Regions from separate parts of the Rattus norvegicus genome. Here region 2 is linked to region 1. Evidence: chromatin contacts called from public Hi-C data. All regions are on one chromosome and are shown on one strand. Each heading gives the region's core, a stretch centred on a gene start, on an enhancer-like site or on the middle of the called end of the contact. The rest is flanking DNA. Distances are from core to core; before and after follow the strand shown.

What was found. A called contact is a pair of places that touch in the nucleus more often than the background predicts.
Region 2: a contact with region 1 is called in a Hi-C map of Schwann cells, with 2.7 times the contacts expected there. The contact joins the promoter of Ccdc8 here to the promoter of Dact3 in region 1. A contact is called at or near these places in 2 of 12 Hi-C or Micro-C datasets (the A7r5 cell line and Schwann cells).

Annotation. Positions count from the first base shown.
Region 1 is chr1:86,672,507-86,677,383 of GRCr8, forward strand. Dact3 (dishevelled-binding antagonist of beta-catenin 3) reads left to right here and starts at 2,487. Exons shown (of 4, transcript NM_001191947.2): 1 at 2,487-2,837. The coding sequence starts at 2,589.
Region 2 is chr1:86,805,081-86,810,314 of GRCr8, forward strand. It overlaps Ccdc8 (coiled-coil domain containing 8), which reads left to right and starts at 2,527. Exons shown (of 1, transcript NM_001009533.2): 1 at 2,527-5,234. The coding sequence starts at 3,032. The coding sequence ends at 4,987.

The sequences.
Region 1 (4,877 bases), core at 1,237-3,736:
GCACTGGCCCGGTTGAGCTGCCTTCCGAGCCTTAGTGTTTTCTATTGCAATGGCTCCTTCTCTCCTGTCCATTTCTGTCCCTGTGCTAAGTGATTCTGGGTATGGGGTAGTGACCATGACACCTCACACCCTGCTACCATTGCATGGAGAAACAGATGAGACCTGGGGACAGTCCTGAGTAGGCAGGGGACATGAGAAATAGGGCAGCCTGAAACAGTCGGAGAGCATGGCCAGGTGTGTGTAGGAGAACATCTAAGCTTCCATCCATCTTTCCCATCTTGGCCCTGAGGCTGTGGGGAAAGGATTTTTTTTTTTTTTTTTTTTTTGGCAGAGTCCCTCTACCTGGCTGGCCTAGAACTCACTATCCATCCACCTTTGCCTCCTAAGGGCTGGGATTAAGGGTGTGTGTCATCATGCTGTCCTTTTTAACTTTGGATCCCGCCCAGTTCTCCAGTTGCTTGGCCACCCTGACTTTTAGCTCTCAACCCTCCAACAGCTAACAGTAAACTGAGGATCCATTTGGCATGATTATTCTGTACTGGGAGTCGAAACTAATAGGATTCTAGACAAAGCCTCAACCACTGAGCCTGATCCCCAGCCTTGTCTGGTCTTGCCATGTAGTCTAAGCTAGCCTGGACCTGCAGATCTTCCTGCATAATTATTTGGAGTAATGGGGTAGCAGACCAGAGTCACCACCCTTGGCACCGTGAGAATTTTTAAAAGATGAAATATATCAAATTGTGTATGTGCATGTACACACATTCATGGGTGTGCCCACTCATGGGGCAGTTGCCTGAGGTGACCAGGAGAGGACAATGGATCCCCTGATGCTGGAGTTACAGGGGATTGTGAGCCTCTTTTTCCCTCCATGTGCCAGGAACCGAACCTATGTCTTCTGGAAGAGCAACAGGCACTCTTAAATCGCTGAGCCATTTCTCCAGCCCCAGTGCTGGGGTTACAGACATGACCCACCATGCACAGAGCTCAGTTCTTTGAGTGGTAGAAGCCATTACTCCAAATATGTTAAACAGGGTTCTATGTGCCCACTCTTTAATATGAGCACTGTGGGAAGGGGGAGTCAGATACGACCCAGAGCAGGGCCCACCTCTAAGTTACAAGTCAGCCTGGTCTACATAGTTACAGGTCAGCCAGGGTTACTTAGTGAAACCCTCAAAAAGCAAAACAAAACATAATTATGTTGTTTAACGTGCAGATGAAGAATACAGAGAGACTAAATAGTTTCCTAGCGTTACTCAGCCTTCAAGTGACAGAGACTCACCACATCAAGGTCGGTTATTGCCAGATGATCATAAAAGATTATAAAAAGACATTTTCACGCTATGTTTTTCTTTTTCTAACAGGCTCTCATAGTTAGCCCACATTGGCCTCGAACTCACCGCCATTCTCCTGCCCCATCCTCCCTTACATATCTTTTAAGGAGTCAAAGGTCCCCCTGAGAAATGGGCTATTTCACAAACGTTGCGGACACAGGGTGTAGTGACACAGGCCGGCCGCGTGAGGGGGCGCTAGCCTCGCTTGCCCAGTGAAGGGAGGCAGGATGCAGCCTTCGAAAGCAGGGAGGCTGATTTAGGACCACAGAACGTTGAGAACAGAGCATCTCAGAAGACTGAGAACAAAGCCTCTTAGAACCGAGAACAAAAGCCCCTGCGAGCTCAGACTGGTGGAACTCAGCTCCACCGCACCTGGAAGACAAAAAAGACCTCAGATTCTCTTCTGGTCAAATCATAGAATATTTCATCCACGGTCTTGTAATTCCATAAGTGTTCTGTTTTGATGAGACAGAAACTCGTTGTGTAATCCATACTCGTTAGAAATTCACTATGTAGCTCAGGCTGGCCTTTTATCCTACTGATTCAGCCTCCTTTGTGATGGAATTACCAAGACGGTTTGAGCCGGTCCGGCTTAAAAGCGTACTCGAACCATAAGATATTAAGTGCGGTTTGCTTCTGAGGGTCTGGGAAAGCTGCCTGAAAGAGGAGGCGTGATCCGGATTCAATCCTCTCTGATGATCCTTCTGCGCAGACTCAGAAGCTGAAAGTTCGGGAGGGGCGGCAAGAGCAGCTGCGGAGCTGTCACGTGGATACAATCTCTATTTATAGACCACCCTTCCCCTCGACCTAGAGAGCCCAATGGCAGCCAGAGCTCGCCCGCAAGGGGGCGGGACCAGCTACAGACCCAAGCGGCTAACACCAATGGAATTGGGGCAAGGGCGGGCTTGTTTCATTGTGATATGAGGAGGCGTGGCCACAGCCCCTAAGGCGCAGCACAAAGGGGCGTGGCGAGTCTGATATGCCATAGGTAGCCACCGGCTTGCGTTAAGGAGAAAAACAGGGCGGGGCGGAGCCTTGCGTCACGGAAGGCAGCAACCAATAGTAGGTCGTTGTTGTGCCTCCCTGGGCGTGATCATGCAGATGAGGCGCGGGTGGGCGGCCCAATGGGCGGGCGCCTATGCAGATGAGACGGTGACAGCCCGGCCAGCGGGCGGGCGGGCTGCTGGGGCGGGGAGGTGGGACCGGCGAGAGGGGCGGCCGTGGGGCCCGGCCGGGCTGGGGCGGGGGGCCGCAGCCATGATCCGGGCCTTCTCGTTCCCGGTGAGCCCGGAGCGGGGTCGGCTGCGGGGATGGTTGGAAGGCAGCCTGGCCGGGCTCTGCGAGTTGCATTGGCTCCGAGAGAGGCAGGAATACCGCGTGCAGCAGGCGCTGCGGCTGGCCCAGCCCGGGATGGGGGGCGCCGAGGCGGAGGACGAGGAGGACGCCGAGGAGGACGAGGATGCGGCAGCGGCGCGTAGGGCCGCGGCAGCCCTGGAGGAGCAGCTGGTGAGGGGTCGCCTGTCCGTGCGTCCATCCATGCATCCCTCCATCCCCCATCCGTTTCCCCACCTCCCTGCTCCTGTGTGGGTCTGTCTGTCTTGGTAGTGTATGCTCAGCACACCGGTCCTAGGGTAGGATAGCAGGCAGGGGGAAAAGACAGACGAGAGATAAGACTGGAAACCTGGCCTCCCCTATCCCCAAATAGACCTGATAGGAAGGATGCACGGCCTCCGTTGGACTCTCAGCATGGACCCTGTTAACCGTCCTGGACGCCTAGTGTGTGCTAAGACTAACATTCGACCTCTTACAGTCTTCCCATCTCATGAGGGTTTGAAAGTCCCCATTTTACAGAGAAAGAAACTGAGGCTTAGAGACAGGAAGAGACTCACCCAAGGTCACACAGCCTGCATTCAAATATAACCTCCCTCTGGGCCCCGCTACCCCGGATCCATCTTTCCTTAAGTGATCCATCTTTGCTTAAGTCTCCCGGGTGCTTGGAGATCCCTGGAGGGGGCGGGGTGGGGGAAGGGGAATTTCAGGCCTCTGGAGGGAGAGACCCTCTGCTGAGAAGCTTACAGTCCCTGAGGACCCCCGGGGACATTTTGATCAACCCGATGACACTTTTACTTGGGGTCCCATGGCTCAGTAATAAGGGGCCAGGCGAAGGTGGCTGGGGAGTGAGGGGAGAGAGAGTATGATTCTCCGTGGCACTCTAATGATGACTTTCAAATTGAAAAGGCCCCAGCTCTTTCTCCCTCCCTATATGATAACTCCTTAAATCTGGAAACCCTTTCAGGTTGATGTTCCTTCCTTTCCATACCATAGAATTTCTGTTTCATTCCCTTAACCCCGTCGCTGTCTCTGTGATCTTCCAAGACCTGGGGAGAATAGAGATGGGGTCGTGGTCCGTCTCTAGGCCCCAGTGCTTGTCTGCCTAACGTCTGTCTCAATCTCTCTTCCCTTCCCCCAGCCCACTCCCCTGGCCCATCCCATGCCGGTCCTTAAGCCTCTATGTGTGTACTTGTGTGTGGTCAGAGCTTCCCGTTTAGGGAAACCTGAGCCGAGGCTGTGGGGGTTGGGAGGGGTCTCTGGCTGTTGCTGACCTCGGCTGCCCCCTCCCCAGATGGGAAATGGGGAAAGAGGCTGAGGCCAGACGCCCAGCCCCACCCCCAACCGGCCTGACCGTGCAAGGAGTGGGACCTTACACATTCTTCTCCAAGCAGAAACAGCTGTGGGAGGCCCCGCCCCCTCCAAAAGTTACGGAGGAGGGGAGGTGTTCAGCCGTTCCCCCTGCCCTAAGCCGCCTGGGCTCTGCCAGACCCCTCCATCCAACCCACTAAGAGAGGGTGGGAGAAGGCACCGTTGCAGAGCAGTAGTGGTCTGGCCTCTCTCCCTCCTCACTCTCTGCCCGGCTTCTCAGTGCTTACTCCTGGCTGGCGTGAAGTGGTGATGGGAGAGAGGACCTGTCCCTTACACTCCGTCCCTTCCCCACTGTGAGCAGTCAAGGCTCAGCCCAGCTTCAAAGAGGAGGCGGTGGCAGACTGGGACAGGAGCCTGGCTGATGGGGGAGTAGAAAAGCGCTAAATATATACACCTCTGGTGTTGAGGGTACCTGGGTCCTTCTGAAGAGAAAGTCGGGTCACCCCTGATTATAAGACAGCCAAGATCTCTGTCCACCACTCAGAAACACGATCCCTATGAAGCCAAACAAAAACCCCCCAAAGTTAGACTTGGTGACTCTGGGACATGATGTGGGCATGTCACATTCAGAGTGGAGGTATTGTAGAGAGAGGCGTGGATGTTGTGTATAGAGAGAGGGGTCCTGTTTGCCCCTAGGAAGGAAAAAGATCCCTTCCAGCAAGGAGGACTTGGGTTAGACTTGCAGAAGGACTTCTTAACACAGATGAAGGGCACTGGAACGTAAAGACGGGAAAGATGGGGAAGTTTGGGCAAAGGAGTCTCCAGAGATCTCAGGTCATTTATAGATGAACTCAGGCTGTCTGTTCCTTAACTCTTGACTCCTCCCTCTGGTGGAAAAATTGAAAT
Region 2 (5,234 bases), core at 1,277-3,776, 130 kb after region 1:
GCAAAGGCTCTCCCACAGAGCAAACTCCCCAACCTCAAGACTTAGAACATGCCACCACTATTAAAGCCCTTCCGGGGGGGTGGGGGGGGGGACAGTCTTGGTTTCTCTTGCAAGCGCCTCTGCTTTGGGGGAAGAGGCCTAAGGAAGGGTCCAGAGGAAGGGCTGCCTCTGTGCCTGCAGTGTGGAAGTTCCCAGCGTCTCCCCTAAGCTCAGCCAGGGCCCCTTGCATGCTCGGTTGCCTTGGAGACCACTCGTCACCGTTCAAGGTTGAGTGGCTAGAATTCTGCCTTGTGAAGAGGAAGAAAGTTCACTTAAACAGAGCGAGCAAGTGTTCCCTGTCCCACAACAGGGACGCTGCAGTCAGGACAGGACCCATACAAAGCTCCCCACCCCTACCCCATCCTGAAAAAGCCTCTCCTACACCTTTTTTTTTCTCCGTTCCTTTCCCCTTCCCTCATTGCTCCTGATCTGCCTCCAAGGTCTTCCTGGGTTAAATAAAATCACTTATGTTTATTTTACTTTAGTTTTTTTTTTTTTTTTAAAGATTGTGTGTGTGTGTGTGTGTGTTCACGCACGCGCGTGCGCAACTTGTGCAGGCGTGCTTCTTATGGAAATTAGGAGATGACAGATCCCCTTCAACTGGAGTTTTGGGTGACTGTAAACCACCATGTGTGTACTGGGAACCGAATCCAGGTCCTCTGTAAGGGCAGCAAGTGCTCTTAATCACAGCCCCTGGGTTGTTGCTTTTTGAGAAAAAAAGGTTTCTTGTAGCTCAGGCTGGCGTGAACTCTTCGTAGTTGAGACTGTCCTTATTCTCCTGATCTGCCTGCCTCTGACGACTGGGATCACAAGTGTGCACCCCGTGTCTGATATCTGTTTTTATATTGATATTAGAGTCACTTCCTTACTTGGCTTTTGTTGTATTGCTTAAGCCTGATATGGTGACCTAAGTAAAACCTAGTGACAGAGACTGAGGCAGGAGGATTACTGAAAGTGGAGGCCACGTGGGACACATAAATTAAGAACTGAAGGCATTTCTCTGTGAAATGAAAGATTTTTTATTTTTAGAAAATGTTTTATTTTTTATTTAAAAATATATTTATTTGGGACTGGAGAGATGGCTCAGAGGTTAAGAATACTGGCTGTTCTTCCAGAGGACCTGAGTTCAATTCCCAGCAAACACATGGTGGCTCACAACCATCTGTAATGAGATATGATGCTCTCTTCTGGTGTGCCTGAAGACAGCAGCAGTGTACAAAAATACATAAAATACTAAATCTTTTTAAAAAAGAGAAAGATTTGCTTTAAAAATATTTATGTGCATTGGTGTTTTGATGTATATCAGTGTGAGAGTGTTGGATTCCCTATAAGTGGAGTTACAGATGGTTGTGAGCTATTATGTGGGTGCTGGAAACTGAACCCAGGTCCTCGGAGAGAGCAGCCAGTGCTCTTAACCAAGGAGCCGACTCTTCAGCCCCAAGAAAAGATTTTATTTTAAAAACGTTTTCATCGTGTGTGAATTTATATGTGTATAATCTGTGTGTAGGGGTGCACATGTGGAGACTGAATAATAACTTTATAGAGTTGGTTTTATGTGGATGCTGGGATTAAATTCAGGCCATGAGGCTTGCATGTTTTTACCGAGTTATCTTTTTTGTTCTTTTTTTTTTTTTTTTTTTTCGGAGCTGGGGACCGAACCCAGGGCCTTGCGCTTCCTAGGTAAGCGCTCTACCACTGAGCTAAATCCCCAACCCCATTTTACCGAGTTATCTTGTGGGCCCCCTTTTTATGTGCATGAATGTATTCTCTGTGCACACACGCAAATCACGTATGTAAGTGCACACAGAGATCGGAAGAGGGTGTTGGATCCCCTGGAACTGGAAATACAGAGGGTTGTGAGCCATCATATGGGTTCTGGGAGTCAAATCCAGGTTAAGGGGTTGCAAGGGCAACCCATGCTCCTAACCATTGAGCCACCTCTCTGGTTCCATCGCCTTAATTTTAAACGGACATTCATAATTGCAATGGCCTTCAAAGGATTTGGGACATCGGCACCCACACCTCTTGGGCTTTTGGGTCAAGGATGGCAGGTTGGGACCCCCGTTGCCTTTCGGGAAGGATGATGACGTGGGTCTTGGCTGTAGCTAAGAGAAGCCCTGGCCCCAGTGAGGCTCTGAGGGACAGCCACACCTCTGTGGGGGAGGAGAGGGAGGCTGCCCTGAAGGGAGTGGACAGCCCCGCTGCCAGTCTTCCCAGGCTTAGAGTGTAAGATGAGAAGGAGAAGGTGGGCCTCACCCAGGAGGGGAGGGCGCCCAGAAACTTCCTGCCGCTCTCAGCTCCACCGCAGACTGAGCGCAAGGTCAGTTTGGAGAGGGTGGCGGCCTGCCTGGGGGCGGGAGACCCTCCTCGGGGCTGGGCGGAGGCCTTTAAGCGCCTCGCCATATTGAACGGCCACGCTGAGCCATCTTTGTCTGCAGAGTCCTCCCACGAACTTTCAACTTCATCCCGGTGTCTGGGGCAAGGGAGCAGCGATCGGAGCTCGTGCGTTTCCAACTTGGAGCAGGGACACTGGCGATTCCAGTTTGGACTGAGCTTTGAGCCTCGGGACTAAGCGTGCCTCGGTTCATGTAAGCATCCTGGAAAACTCCTTGATACAACTCCGAGGGGGTTGGGGGAACCCAACTTGGACTTGTCGCCTGAAGAGAAAATTACAGGGAGGCGACACTGCGTGAGCAGAGTTGCTGGGACCCTCCACTGCTCCCTCCCCAAGACTAGAAGCCGAGAGAGCCTGGGCTTCTTGCCCCCAACTCGGGAGTCCACACTGGAGATCTTAAAGACTCTCGAGAAAAGCCACGTGGGGGGATGGTTCCCCTGGGGCTTCCTCCCCTCTCCCGATTGCCTGATCCTCTGGAGTGTCCCCGACGTCTGCAAAGATGTCGATCTGGATGTGTTAGTGGAGGCCTTAAGGCCTGTGGGCACCTTCAAGAAGATCGGGAAGGTGTTCCGCAAAGAGGAGGACTCCACGGTGGGGATGCTGCAGATTGGGGAGGATGTTGACTATCTGCTCATCCCCCGGGAGGTCCGGCTGGCTGGGGGCGTGTGGAGAGTCATCTCCAAGCCTGCCACTAAGGAGGCTGTGTTTCGGGAGCGGCTGATCCAGTTTCTGCAGGAGGAGGGCCGCACCCTGGAAGATGTGGCTCGTATCATCGAAAAGAGTACTCCACATCCACCCCAGCCCCCCAAAAAAGCCAAGGTGCCCAGAGTGAGGAGAGTCCCGCAGATGGTCACTCCTCCACTTCGGCTGGTTGTAGGCACTTACGACAGCAGCAATGGCAGCGATAGCGAGTTGAGTGACTTCGATACATCCAAAGTCAAAGGCAACAGGGGCTCCGGGAAGACCAGGAAGGTGCGCAAAATGCCGGTCAGTTACTTGGGCAGCAAATTCCTGGGCAGCGATGAGAGCGAGGATGATCAGGAGCTGGTAGAGGCCTTCCTCCGCCGCGGGGAGAAGAAGCCCAGCGCGCCTCCTCCACGGCGCCGAGTCAATCTTCCAGTGCCCATGTTTGAGAATAACCTGGGGCCCCAGCCATCCAAGGGGGACAGATGGCGGGAGTATGTCAGCCAGGTGTCCTGGGGGAAGCTGAAACAGAGGGTGAAAGGCTGGGCGCCCAGATCAGGCTCCGAGGTGGGCCAGGCCCAGCAGTCCTCCATAGCTGAGAGGGCTGGAGAAATGAGACACAGCCACACCAGCCCAGACCTGGATGATAGCTCCAGAAACACAGGAGACCTGAGCGACCAGACACTGATTACTAGACGCTGGAAGCCCAAGATCAAGTGGGTCTCCTTGAGACGATGCAGGAAGGAGCAGGTGCCACCCTCGGCTCACGGGACAGCTGAAGAGCCCCCAGAGGCTGCAGAAAACCAGGGAGCAGGGGCTGCAGCTGAACATGGGGTAGAGGCTGCAGCTAGCCAGAGGCCAGAGGCTGCAGCTAGTCCAAGAGCAGAGGCTGCAGCTAATCCAAGAGCAGAGGCTACAGCTAATCCAAGAGCAGAGGCTGCAGCTAATCCAAGAGCAGAGGCTGCAGCTAGTCCAAGAGCAGAGGCTGCAGCTAATCCAAGAGCAGAGGCTGCAGCTAATCCAAGAGCAGAGGCTACAGCTAATCCAAGAGCAGAGGCTGCAGCTAATCCAAGAGCAGAGGCTACAGCTAATCCAAGAGCAGAGGCTGCAGTTAATCCAAGAACAGAGGCTGCAGCTAATCCAAGAGCAGAGGCTGCAGTTAATCCAAGAGCAGAGGCTACAGCTAGTCCAGGGGCAGAGGCTGCAGCTAGTCCAAAGGCAGAGGCTGCAGCTAGTCCAAGGGCAGAGGCTGAAGTTAACCAGAAGACAGAGGCTACAGCTAGTCCAAGGGCAGAGACTGCAGCTAGTCCAAGGGTAGAGGCTGCAGCTAGTCTAAGGGTAGAGGCTGCAGCTAGTCCAAGGGCAGAGGCTACAGTTAGTCCAAGGGCAGAGGCTGTAGCTACTCCAAGAGCAGAGACTGCTGCTAGTGCAAGGATAGAAGCTGCAGCTAATCTCAGGGCAGGAGTTCTACCTGACCAGAGGGCAGAAGCCATAGATAGTCAGAGGGCAGAGGGCCCAGTTAACCAAAGCACTGGTGCTACAGAAAATCAGAGGGTGGAGGTCCTAGCTGACCAGAGGGCAGGGGTCCTCCATGACCAGAGGGAGGAGGCTGGACCTCAAGCTATACTGGAAGCCTCAGCTGATTCGGGATCTAGAGCCCGGAAACAGGTAAAGACAGTGAGGTTCCAGACCCCAGGACGCTTCTCCTGGTTTCACATGCGCAGGAAAGCTTTCTGGCACACTCCCAGGTTGCCAACCCTGCCCAAGAGAGGCCCCAGGGCAGGGGCGGGAGAGGCTAGGAGCCTCAGGGTGCTAAGGGCTGACACCAGAGCAGACATGGAACACAGAGAGCAAGAAGAACAGCTGTAAGGGAAGCCCAGTGCCCCGGCACCCTGCCTGCACCCTGCCTGCGTGGTGTTAGCTGCTAGGATACTTCTCTCCTCTGTGGGCTGCCTCTTCCTCCACATTTGAAAATGGAGGCTGCAGGGGCAGGCAGCACTGACCACACCTTTCCTCCCCTTTCCACACTCATTCTCTACTTTCTTCTCTTCTGTCCCTCCCTGCCTCCTTCTCTCTCCTCTCTTTTTCTTTCCTTCTCTGTCTCTATATCTTTATT